Linked DNA regions of Zea mays: region 2 is linked to region 1. The links are chromatin contacts, called in public Hi-C maps. All regions are on one chromosome and are shown on one strand. Each heading gives the region's core, a stretch centred on a gene start, on an enhancer-like site or on the middle of the called end of the contact. The rest is flanking DNA. Distances are from core to core; before and after follow the strand shown.

Region 1 (6,620 bases), core at 1,466-3,965:
CGCCTCGGTGGGTCCAGGGCTGGGAAGGTAGTCGCTGTGGGGGACATATATCCCCCGGGTCCATTAGAAGGCGAAAACCCTGCTCGAGGCCACAAGCTAGTTGCCCTGCAAGGTCGCCGCATCGTGGGACGGGCAAAGACTACAGTTGAAATGGGTCGACCCAAGAAGGCGATGGCTTAAGTCCGGATCGTTCGTGGGATTAGGCATGATCCCGTGGAAGCTGTTCGTTTTTCCCGCACCCGACGTCCTCACACACCAGGGATAGCTCGGAACGGAGCCACCGGGTGTTCCTCAGGATAAGCAAAGTATGTTCGCAATTAGCTAGGAGATAAGCTGGAAGAGTGTGATCAACATGTGCGCAGGGAGTGCCCTACGGTCATGTATATAAGGCCTAGGGGGAACCCCATCATTTTCATCTCATTAGCATCTCTCCATTCAGGAGACACCACTTGTAAACACACCATACATATAAAGCCACACCAGGAAGTAGGGTATTACGCCCTTCAAAGCGGCTCGAACCTGTAGAAAATCGCCCGACTCTCTCTTCCTCGTGCCCACGACACGAACCATCGAGTTACGATCTATGACACCGTCCTACCCGAAAGCACCACGAGGGTACCCCCGGGGGTGCGGTCGGACATTAAACACCGAAAGTCGCATTCTCTCGCCCTTCTCGGACTGATGCCTGGTGCGAGTGCCTCTTGGTTTGGAGCTGCTCCGGCTGGGCTTCTTTCTTCGCTTGCTTGCTCTCTCCCTATATGTATCTAGCGGTATACTACCTATGTCGCCTCTAGATGTCTAGGTATTTGTCGTGTCCTTCTCCGGCAATGAACATGTATGCTCGCCTCTTCCCTTCCCTTTCTGCTCTACGAAACCTTAGAAGTGGGGGAGGCGAGGGATGAGGGTCACTAATTTGCTGTCTATGGTACCTATTCAATGGCTTGGCATCGCCTGTCTACATGGCCTTTTCCTTACCACGGTGTTGACTCGGTATGCTTCTACCGCTTTTATGTACCTGTAACCCATCCTTCTGTCATTACAAAAATTATTGTGTTGTTCCTCTGTTGTTTTGGGTGTTAGTTTTTTGTTGTGCTAAGGACTGAACATAAATTGGGTGTGTTAATACTTTATTTATTATCCGCACATGGTTTGTGTTATTCTGATGATGGCTCATGAATCCTGTAAAATATGTGTTAGGATTTGAAGATCTATGCGGGCACTACCACAGGGTGCTCATCTCTTGTGTTCTTGGCTCTTACAAGCATTAGGTCGTTTCTGAGACCACATTGGCGCAATGGACTCCATGGTGTTTGAAGTTGCTGAATTGGATAAAGCAACAATGATTTGTCACACTAACAGTAAAACAAAAAGTTATTTGTTGGTTTTAAATGTTAGTAATTGCTACGAAGTACAATAATTTGTATAGAGCGCATCCCGTTTAGCAACCACTCCATATTTTGATCTATCTTTTTTTATAAGTTTGAGTTCATGTGACTTATTTTAGAAACTTGAACTCACAAACTTCCTCTTGTTTGGTCTCTGTATGGTGGAATTATGTCATTCTATAATCTCTTTCGTTTATTCAGTCGTTGTGAACTCTCTTCTAATTGCTCCCTTCATTGACCGTGTTGTACCAAGATATATTGGATAGAGTAAACAATAACATGAGTTAGTCAAATCAAAAAATATTATGCGGAGAGCGGAGACAAAATCAATAAAAAATCTTGAAATCTTTTTATGAATAGTTTACGCGAGTATTGTTTTGAGCCGTCACAACGCACGAACAACCGACTAGTATATATATAATGTGTCGCTGTCAAAAGGAACCAGTTGAACGGGTAACTCAATTATCACTGTTTTTTATATGCATATTATTACTTTTATTTATATCAAACTTTTCTGTCTGAACCATTATTATTTTAATAAGATTGTATAGATAAACAACATAAGGTTAATAGTTTAGATTTCAATGTGTAGAATAATTTCATAATAATATTTCACGTGTTGCGAACTACTATATGCAATTTTAAAATTAATGGTTAAAGTTAGAAATGTTTAGTTAGAATAAACTTAAGGGTTGTTTATTAGTAAGGATAATGTAGGAGATTAAGAGTGTTAGAATTATTTACTATTCAATTTTGAATAGTAAGTAGTCACTCAATCGTCTGTATCAATCTTGCTCTTAAACAAGCCCTTTAAAAAGGGGAAGACGTATTATCCATATTGTCATTGCTTTAGTACTTGACGGTTGTCACCTCCAGTCCGGCGGAGGCGATTCCTATCTTTTAAAACGAAAGCAGCGCACTTTCGCCGCTGGGGAGAGCATCCACGTCACCATGATATTTATATACCGTTGATCTATCCTTTGATACAATGTCATCCGTCAGATAACATCCATACAGCAAGGGCCCCTCTGGAAATCTCCAGAAACTGAAACGTGGCAAACGCTGAAAGGGTCTAAAGCTATATAAAAAAGAAAGTGCATGCACATGTCGGCCAGAGTGGAACCCACATAGGAAAGATAAAGGTAAGAAAAAAAAGTAGAAATAGAAAAAGAAGAGGAAGAGTCACAACAGCGCACATATATAAAAAAAGGAAAGTGACTGCCGAGACGTATAGCTAACCCAGACCCAGCTTGAGGAAGAAAAAAGTAAAAAAAAAGGAAGGAGAGGAATAGTCACAACCGGATCATCAAAGACAAAAAGGTATGAATCAAAGCTTTAGCAAAACATTTGCATGTAGATTTTCCATTGCCTTCTGTGTTTTTATTATGAACAAAAGCCAGTACAATAACAAAGTTGGTTTCCATTTGAAATAGCTAAATATATTCATGTGACATTCATCACCTGCTCATTTCTAATTTTTTATCAATGAAAGACAAAACACCTCCATATCATTGCCTTTTTCTTCTCGAAATGTATCTCCGCATTCCCTTTGCCAGTATAGAGACAACAACGACTAGACCCAACCTTTTTTCTTGAAGTGGCTTAGCATTAATCTTCTCCATTTCATGGATGGATTTATAGTAGTTAAGAGACTTCTTCTTATTCAATCAGCTTGACCGGTTTCCTTTCCATCTAGCACACCCTTCTTCATGTTCACTGTTTATGTCCATTTCCCATCTTCCATGTAAAAACAGACTTAGCAGCACATCTCCTTGTCGCTAAACATGTTTGTGGCAACAGAATGAAGTACCTTTTGTGATCGATCATCATATTTAAATTGTACAAAGTCTGCTTCAAGCTCAAGATTAGATTCAACAATCTCTTCATCAAGCTTATGTGGCTCAAGAGTGATATCCCTTATATATCGTCATCAATATCATCCATTGAAGATCTTTGCAACATGAAATTGTGTCTTAATAGTGAAAGACTGAAGAAAGGGCCTTTAACTCTAAAAAAGATAAATAATGAGGAAAATCAATATGACAATAGCTCTTAAAAGTGACCTTCAATCAACAATGACAGACTATGAGAAAGTATAAAAATAAAGGTTGGAACGAAAGCATCAAAAATTTAAACAAGAAGTAGAATATTGGGTGCAATCCAACCAATGTATAACGAATATTTGCATATAGCCTACATAATCTAAATGACGAGATAAGCCTTGATGTTGTAGAGCGGCGTACCTTATGAATGACAAGATAATCCTTGATGTTGTAGAGCGAGGTACCTGGGCTCTACATATGCTCAAATATGTACCCTCTCTTCTATTTCAAAACACCTCTCTTCTGTTTTAGAACACCACACTAAGTATTACCAAGTGCAATTTCATATCTTATGTTTCAGAACACCTATCTTATGTTTTAGAACACCAAGTTAAGTATTACAAAGTGCATTTCCAATGGTCTAAATCTCCATAGTATGTGAATAGCATTAGTATAAATAAAGACATAACACTGGCTAATAAAAGCAGTATTTGTAACATTCAATTGTACTATGCATGTAACTATAGCTTTAATTTAGTTGTGTGCATTTCAATGTATAGTCATTGCATATAATATTTTTTGTACAATTCATTGGTTACTAACAGTATATTTTCATTTTATCTTTTTGGACCCATGCATCCATCACATAGGATATAGACATGGGGAAAATAATAAGAAGTCATAAACAAGGCATTGATATTGACCACCCTACGAAAAGAAAAAGAAGTGAGCAAGTCTTACAGAGCAGTAACTTTTTTGGAGAAGAGAGTAAAATAAGACGCGGTGAAAGGATTAGAAAGAGGAAGATGTCTAAAAACTGTGAACCCTCCAACAAAAAGATCTGCATACAAAGATTTTTGAACTCCCATAATGGAATGGTTGATTTCCCATCCGAGTATATCCAGCAACTGAAAGAATCATACACTGACAGATCATACCTTGGTAAACTAGAATACAAATGTAGACACTGCGATGCAATTTTCTGGTTCAATGAACGCAATAAATCCATGACGAGACACAATAATCAGGAACCAATATATTCGAACTGCTGCAAAAATGGCAAAATCAGAATACCAAAATATAAAGAACCCCCAACTTTTCTTAATGAATTAATACAACGAAAAATGGACACAAGATGTAAACATTTTCTACAAAAAATAAGACAATATAATAGCATGTTTGCATTTACTTCCATGGGGGGAAATATTGATAAAAAAATAAATGATGGTGAGGGACCATATGTGTTTCGTGTCAATGGCCAAATACATCATCGAATAGGATCATTACTACCCTTACCAGACAATTGCCCCAAATTTGCAGAACTATATATTTTTGATACAAAGAATGAAATTGAAAATAGAATTAGGGCTCTAACAAATGAAGAACCAGGTGAGCAAGACATAGATCCAGAAATAGTGAGAGGGCTAAAAAAATGCTCGACGAATATAATCCATTAGTAAAAATATTCCGCCAAGCTCGTGATTTTCTCGAAGAACACAAAGGCATAGATGTAAGCATTAGAATAGTAGGCGCTGACGAAACTGATAGAATTCAATATGAGATGCCACATCAGGAAGAATTAGCTATGCTGATTGTAGGTGATTTATCACTTGAGAACTACAAACGGGACATCATTGTTAGCACACACCAAAATAGCCTTCAAAGGATATCTATTTTCCATCCAGCATATATGCCTCTACAATACCCGCTCCTATTTCCATATGGCGAACGAGGCTTTCAACTAGGTATTAAATACCATGGACAACACATTAGTCAAAACAGAGATGACTCCAAAAGAGATAGAGTAACTTTGCATGAATTTTTGAAATATCATGTGCACTATAGACCTAATCAGCCTAATCCCTGGTTATGTTATGGCCGATTATCAAAACAAGTAGTAGTAGACGGTCGAGCAATGGAGGATGAAGACAGGCTTGATTATATTGTTAGAAATCAATCAAAATTACGAGCTGAATATGTACAAGGTATTTTTGATGCAGTAGAAAAAGGAATATATGACGCCAGTCGAATAGGAAAAAAGGTGTTATTACCATCTAGCCATGTTGGATCAAAACGGTATATGATACAAAATTACCATGATGGCATTGCTATTTGTTGTGCCTATGGGCCACCAGATCTTTTTATTACATGCACTTGTAACCCTAAATGGCCTAAAATAACAACATGTTTATTACCAGGTGAGCATCCAAATGATAGACCTGATATTATTGTCCGTGTTTTTCATATGAAACTACAACAACTTTTGGATGACTTACAATCAGGAAAGGTATTTGGCCTTGTACTAGCACTACTATATTCTATAGAATTCCAAAAACGAGGTCTACCACATGTGCACACATTAATTTGGTTAGACAAGAAAGGTTGTGAAATAACTACAGAAACAATAGATTCGTGGATATCTGCTGAAATACCAGATCCCGAGTTAGATCCTTTGGGATATGCTCTTGTTGCTGAACATATGATGCATGGACCGTGCGGAGATAAAAATTGGAATTGTCCATGCATGAAAAAAGGCAAATGCTCCAAAATTTACCCCAAAGATTTTGAAGAAAACACTACATTCTCTGAAAATGGCTTTACAATATATCGAAGGAGGAACAATGGGATTTTCATCAGAAGAGAACAACACAACTTAGACAACAAATGGGTTGTGCCACATAATTTAAAACTATTAAAAAGATACCAAGCTCATATAAATGTTGAATATGTAAACAAGAGTACAGTCTTGAAATATTTATGCAAATATGTAAACAAAGGACCTGATAGAGCAAAGGTTATATTCAAAAAAATCCAAAAAGGAGAAGAATCACATGTAAACAAAGAAGCAGAAACTATAGATGAGATACAAGAATATCTAGACTGCAGATATATATGCGAGCAAGATGCTCTTTGGAGATTATTAGGATACGAGATACATTACCATTGGCCACCTATAGAAAGACTGCCAGTTCATCTACCATTGATGAATATAATTAAGATGAAATCAAATGATAAATTGATAGACATAGCTAAAGATCTAAAGTATAGAAAGACAATGCTAACTGAATGGTTTAATGCAAATAAGCAATATGAAGATGCAAAAGAATTAACATACTATGAGTTTCCCAAACAATGGCGTTGGGATGGAGAAAAAAGACAATGGAAGAAAAGACAACATGGTTTCAAATTTGGA
Region 2 (6,620 bases), core at 1,589-4,088, 190 kb before region 1:
GGTAGCTGATCACAGGAAATTTTGTAGTTTTCCGGTAAGCAAAATTGTAACAACCAAAATTTTCATGTAACCCATCCTTTCTGGCCTTGGTTTGGTAATGTAGCTCGTGCACCCGGCAGAAACCTTCGGCAAACGGTTCCACCCCCTGGCTTCGGAGAGCCCAAATATAAACACTAAGCCTAACGATAGCATTAGGAGTTAATTGATTAAAGTGGATCCCAAACTTCTTTAGCACATCGGCAATCATCCTATTTAAAGGGAATCTCAAACCAGCTTTGAGGAAACTCTTGAAAACTACTATTTCATCTTTTTCGGGCTTCAGAGTAGTTTCTTCTCCACCGAAGCGAATCAACTCTTTCTTATCTTCGCTAAAATAGCCCAACTTCACCATCTTAGGAAAATCAGCTTCGGAGATGGTGGACTTTCCGAAGTCCCGGTGGCTAGGCTTGCTCGGCACTGCGATGTTGTAATCATCTTCAGAATCGGTCTCTTCAATACCAGCTTGCTCTGCTTCGGCAGCAGGGACGTCTTCCGGTGTTACCAACCTAGATCGCTTCATTACTTCCGAAATAGGAACAGTTTCAACAGCTTCGGTCTCGTCTCCCTCACGATCGACTCTTGCAGTAGAGCGAACTCTGTCCATTTGATTATGACTTACTTGAAATTTTTGGTGTTGGCTTTTTTGTTTTTTCCGAAGCTCTTACACTTGTGCCGAAGCAGATTCACAAGCGAGGTTTCGTCTGAGCACGATGATCAAGCTTCGGCTATGACTAAAAATTTGGCAGCAAAACAGTACAGTAGCAATGAATGCTGTGATAACTTCACACCTACCCGTCTGTTTATATAGTGCTGCAGGTGGGAAGGTGAATCGGCAAGGTCTCCAGCACCGAACAAACAGTGACCCGCACTCACTGAACGGTGGGCCACATAGTTCGAGAAGGTGAATCGCTGGCGAGCGCGTAATTGGTGCAAGATGGGTCGCGCGTGCGACGATTATTTTAATCGTTTCTCGCCAACGAGCTCAGGGAAGGTGTTTTTTGGATCTTCGGCATCCCGAAGCCTAGAAGATTTTTCACGGATCAAGCTCGTTACGAAAAACGATCTAGCACCGCGAACGAGCTACTGTTGGGGGTATGCTTCGTAGCCGAAGATCCTAAAGAAATAAACACCTTCGGCAGATCCTCTCCAAAGCAGCGCCGAAGCTATCGACTATAAAGCTTCGACACAGTGACATGTCTCAAGACGAAGGGGTGAACCGACTTAAAGATGAAATGACTTAAAGACCCATGATATTCTATGTCATTATTGTAGTTCATTGTAAAGGGCATAAATGTAATTATACACAGGCTGCGCCCTGTGCCTATAAATAGGTGAACAGTACCCCTGTACTGTTCACGCGCTCCTGTAATTACGCATTGGGCATTTGCTTTTGCTTCACGTTGGTATTTTTACTTTCCTTCAAGTCGAAGGTACATTTTGTAATTTGTCATTATTTCTATAATAATGAAATAGAAACAAGTTAATGATAACAATCATGTGTTTAAATTATTTTTCATATTTTATATAAATCCTTCTTCATTATTTGTTGTGCTTATGAAGGTGTGATCTTCATAACCTTCGTTCGGAATCCATTATATCCCAAGGGAAATAATGCTTCGAAGGACGAAGGAATATAACATTTAACAATTTCTATGTTGCCTTGTTCTTAATTCATAGCTGTTAAGAACAAGTCCCCAACAGGGCATACACATGTACGGCCTACGACATCCTCAACACTGTGATATGGGACCCACCAGAGCCTGCATTGAGAACAAGGTTCTTCAGATGGGACTCGGCGGAGCGACACACCATCTCGCGCGTGTGCCTACGCACGCATCAGAAGGCGACATCACCAAAAGAGCTCCGATGAATAGTAGGCCCCACTCTCATCCATTGTAACCAACCTCACTCCATACAAGCCTCCTCCTTGAACTATAAAAGGGGGACGACAAAATAGGAACATGGGGCAAAATTAGGCTAAACTATGCTCTTCTCTCACTCACTCTCTCACCTACACACCTTGTAACACGTTTTAGGCCCACCGGCCCCTTAGAGGAATACAAGATCAACACTACACTGAACGTAGAGCACTTGGCTGAATCAATATAAACCCTCTCGAGTCACTCGACTCACCATTCAGAGTTTATCCGTGCTAACCTCCTCTGTCGAATCATAAATTATACTGTGTCCCCGGTTTCCGGAACCACGACACTACCCTACAAAAAAAATAATTTATATAGGGGAGGGGCATGCCACCTCTCCCTCTAGTGGTACCACTAGGTCATCTCTAGAACCCTATGCGAAGAAAGTTTAATTTTCTATAATTAAATCTATGTTGTCCATTGTTAGGAGACAATCACCATTTTACATTTTTTGTTCATGAATATAGTTTTAAGATTTTAAATATTTTTAAATGTGAAATTGAAAAAGGTTGTGAGATCTTGGTAAAAACGGATCCGTTAAAAGTAAGATCTCAGTCATGTTTACACGACCACACCTAAGACTGGTTTGATGACCATGGAAATAAGAGAGAAATTCTTTTCATATTTAAAATTAAATAGTAAGAAGATTTTTCTTCTTCTTTTCTTTGGTCACTAAATTAGCACCTAATGTTATTTTAGAGAGTGTTTGTTTTTTAATAAAGTTTAATTCATATCGTACGAGTATTAAATAGGCACCGCGTAAGTATGCAGTATGCTGAAATAGTCTGCGGACCTGCGGTGGCCCGTGTATCCATCCGGGCCCGCACGTGGGCCGAATCCTATAAGAACAAAGGGTTCCACCTCCACCAGCGCCCCTCCTAGTCTTCCACTCTTCCTCCCCTTCTCTCCGGCTCCCCCGAGGCCCCCGACAGCGAACTCGGGACTCGCCAACCGAGAAGGAAGAACTAGTCGCGAGGTGAAGAGGAGAACCTGAGGTGGTCCCGAATCAGAGACGGAAGAAGGTGGGTTCAGGAGCAAGCCAGCCTGCCGCCGCCATGAGGCGCACCTCGAAGAAATCGTCGTCGTCTACGGCGACCGCCAGCGCTGGTAACGCCCCACCCCTGGATCCCTCCCTCCTTCCCCTAGTTCCTTGATCGGCTCGCTAGTTCCGCGGATGGGTTTCTGTTTTCCCGATTGGATGCGGGTTTCCTCTGGAAGATCCAATCTCGAGGCTGCGCTGTGCTGGAGCGCACTCGATAGTACGGTTTTTCGATCGTCAAATTCGGTATGTGGGAGCTATGAATCGTCCATCTCGAGATTGGGAGGGTGTGGTGGTAGATTCAGGCTATTATTTTGGCGATTTGGCGTTGTGGTGGTTGTAAAAGGGTTCTTGAATCTTGGGCTGAATTTGATGTGGAATTCGCCTTGGATTCCTTCTATCTGATGGTAACAGATGTGTCTTCGTTGTAAAAGGATGCAATCTGCAGGTCTATTCTTTGCCAATCTATGTGAATTTATTTGCATGTAAAGATAAAGAGCAAAAACTCGCACTAATGACTCAATTTACTGCGTTTCTTGTGATTTCTAGACTATGAGAACCTTAGATTGCGGTTTTAGGTGTGAACTGTATGCTTTCCCCTCAAATTAAGGAAGTATTTGTTAGTTGTTATCACTGTGTTGGCCATATAACCCCTTTTAGTTAAGAGCATCTCCAACAACGTGACCTATAGAAATGCCCTATAATTTAAAAATAAGTATATTTTATAGACTTTAGGGCACCAACAAAACATCCCGTTCCAACGGTAAAGCCTCAAATCTAGATTATAAGGCAGCACACTACGGTGTAGTATATTTGAGGCACTTGAGAGTGTGCCCTATAATTTTTTAACCAAATTTTATAAAATGAGGAACTGTTGGAGTAGTTTTTTCTACGTAGAGCCTCATATTTCAATTTGAAGCACTAATTTAAGGCATTGTTGGAGATGTTACTAGGTTGATAACTGCAGGAAGTTAAATTTCATGATTGAATCTTTCTTCGGTAATTTTGTGTGATGGTAAGGAACTACAAGAATGGCTTTCTTTTCATAATTAAGATGATTAACCTAATTTGTATGTGATTGCAATTAACACTAGCTTGACATTGTGCTCTTCTTCTTTTGCTTTCTCACTTAACCCAGATCCTCTTATGCTGGCTCATCTCCCAATTGACCTGTTTGCCTTTTCTCTTTGTGCATGGGCATTTAATTAGCTCTCATGATTTCACACGGTACTTTCTAATATTCAATTACACTGCATGAATCCTTGAATTTGAGAAGCTTAATCAAGTTCTTATCATGTAAATACAAGTTCGTTAATTAATTCCAAATAATCTACCCATCAGCTGATCTTGTGCTTGGTTAGTTTTAGCTTTCATTTTTACTACATCTACCCATCGTAGGGCAGGCCTGGTGTAGTGACAAGAGCTGTCTCACTGAATCACCAGTTCGCGGGTTCTCTCCCCATTTGAGTGGAGAAGGCTTGCCTCGGTTTATCCTTCCCCGGACCCCATTCTTGTGGGAGCCTCCAGCACTGGGTCTCCTTTTTTTAACCATCTCAGTATATTGTTCATCAAATGCATTGGAGTGGGGGATCCTGTGATCTCTGTTTTAGGGTATAAATATATGAATGAATACTAAACAAACAACTATATTTAGGTGTGGAACAAGTAAATGAAAAACAAAACAGAAAAAGAAAAGGAGTCAGTACAAACCTGACCAGCAGGAAAGCACAACGTGGTGAGCTTCACTGATTCCTTTTCTTCATCAATTAATTGTAAAATTGCTTGTTTTTTTTCTATCTTGGTGTGCTAAGAGTGTGCATGATTATATTTCTAGTTTTCTACATGCATGGATTTGTGTCTCCCTACAAAACATGGTCATTGTCGTGTTCAACTACCAGTGTTCTTAGGCTAACCTTAAGCCTTTACAGAGTGCTATGATGTCTTCTGTATAAATTGACCCCACAAATACACAATGTGCACATGACGGGAACAATGTTTGTCTTGTTCTATTGTTTGCAAAATGGATGAGTGGGCCTCATACGGTATTTGAAATTTTGGAATATATCAAGCTGTTACTTTCTATAATTTCTGTTTCTTTCCTGAGCTATCATCTAGAAACTGGAATTATCTAACGTAAACATGTAATTACTGTCATCAACTTAATTTTTGCATCTATACATATGTTTTATATTTATCTGTTTGTGAACATTTTCACCATTATTTCCAGGCCCTACTAAAGCAGTTTCCAAGGAAGTAGAACGGATTGATCAATTTTTCTATACTTACGCTGATAACTCATCTGGCATGATTGAGTAAGCTTTTGTCCAGTGATTCTCAATGCTTTGCCACTTTATGTTTGCTGCTCATGAAAATCCTCTTTGTACCTTATGGGTGGTGTGTGGACAATTTTTTTTGTTTGTTTGTTAACGAGCTTAGCTAATAGCTCCAATTTTGTTGTGAACCATATTACCATATCGTTCCCAACTGAACATGAATGCTTACACTACTGCAGACTTTGATGAAATGGTTTTTTTTGTAATGTAACATGACATCAAATTTGTCAAATGAAGACAAATTTTGCATATTTGTTCACAGTTATAAATCAAACCCAACAGAGAAGCTTTCAATATGTACTAAGTTGCCAATTAAGGGCAGTACCCTGTTGGTCAGTTAATTATTGGCTTTGATGTTCTAGCTGGTACTAATTTTTGTTTTCATATGATAATTTTATAATAAGATCCGTCATGCCAACCAGTTGGTGGTGGTGTCTACCAAAGTAGCATATAGTGATTGTCTTATGTGAGGTCATTTATATAGCCATCTATGTCCTTAATAGATATCACAAGATTTACTTGTGGGCTTTTTGACAAACAATTAGATATGGTGTTTTTTCAAGTCGTATATGCTATCTGAGTATCTGACCTTTTCCTGCCCCCCTTCATTGCTCGTTTTCATGCAACTGCCTGCCCTTAAAGTTGCATGCAGTATAGAACTTGGAGAGGCAGAGGCATGTCAATTATACTAATACAACGTTACTGACCATGTTTTCCTCTTGCTGGAACAGCCCAGAAGGCATTGAAACACTCTGTTCTCACCTTGAAGTTCCCCACACTGATGTTAGGATTCTAATGTTAGCATGGTATGTCATCTGTTCTCTAAAATGTCCAATTTTGTTTATTTCTTTCACAAATATCTAATAAATCATATTTACAGGAAAATGGGCTGTGATAAGCAAGGTTATTTTACCTTGGTATGCATTACATACTGCTATTCAAGTGTTCAATGAAGAACCTGCTTTAGTTCTAATAGTAAAAATTTGTTCTATGCTTTCAAGTGTTGACTAATACATGTTTTTATGTTATCAGGATGAATGGAGAACTGGCTTGAAAGCTCTTCGAGCTGACAGTATTAGTAAACTGAAGAAAGCATTTCCAGAACTGGTCCAAGAGGTGATTCTGTCTCCCCAAATATTATCTTATGTTCAAGTGAGCCATGCATATCAGAGATTTAATTTATGGAGTGAAGAACTTCCATCTAACAGATATATCATGATATATTGCCACCTTGTGACTGTAATGGACAATGAGCTATCATTAATTGTTGATATTTTTTTGTTGAAG

Evidence for each region. Hi-C and Micro-C count contacts between places; a contact is called where the count stands out from the background.
Region 2: a contact with region 1 is called in a Hi-C map of leaf, with 4 times the contacts expected there. The contact joins the promoter of LOC100282616 here to the promoter of LOC103653486 in region 1. A contact is called at or near these places in 3 of 25 Hi-C or Micro-C datasets (ear, leaf and tassel).

What each region holds. Positions count from the first base shown.
Region 1 is chr4:88,183,722-88,190,341 of Zm-B73-REFERENCE-NAM-5.0, reverse strand. It overlaps LOC103653486, which reads left to right and starts at 2,715. Exons shown (of 2, transcript XM_008680376.3): 1 at 2,715-3,392; 2 at 3,628-6,620. The coding sequence starts at 3,280. The coding sequence ends at 3,739. LOC103653487 (replication protein A 70 kDa DNA-binding subunit A) reads left to right here and starts at 2,499. Exons shown (of 9, transcript XM_035967298.1): 1 at 2,499-2,705.
Region 2 is chr4:88,369,441-88,376,060 of Zm-B73-REFERENCE-NAM-5.0, reverse strand. LOC100282616 (DCN1-like protein 4) reads left to right here and starts at 2,838. Exons shown (of 10, transcript NM_001155524.1): 1 at 2,838-3,068; 2 at 4,655-4,735; 3 at 5,228-5,312; 4 at 6,065-6,139; 5 at 6,214-6,250; 6 at 6,366-6,449. The coding sequence starts at 3,017.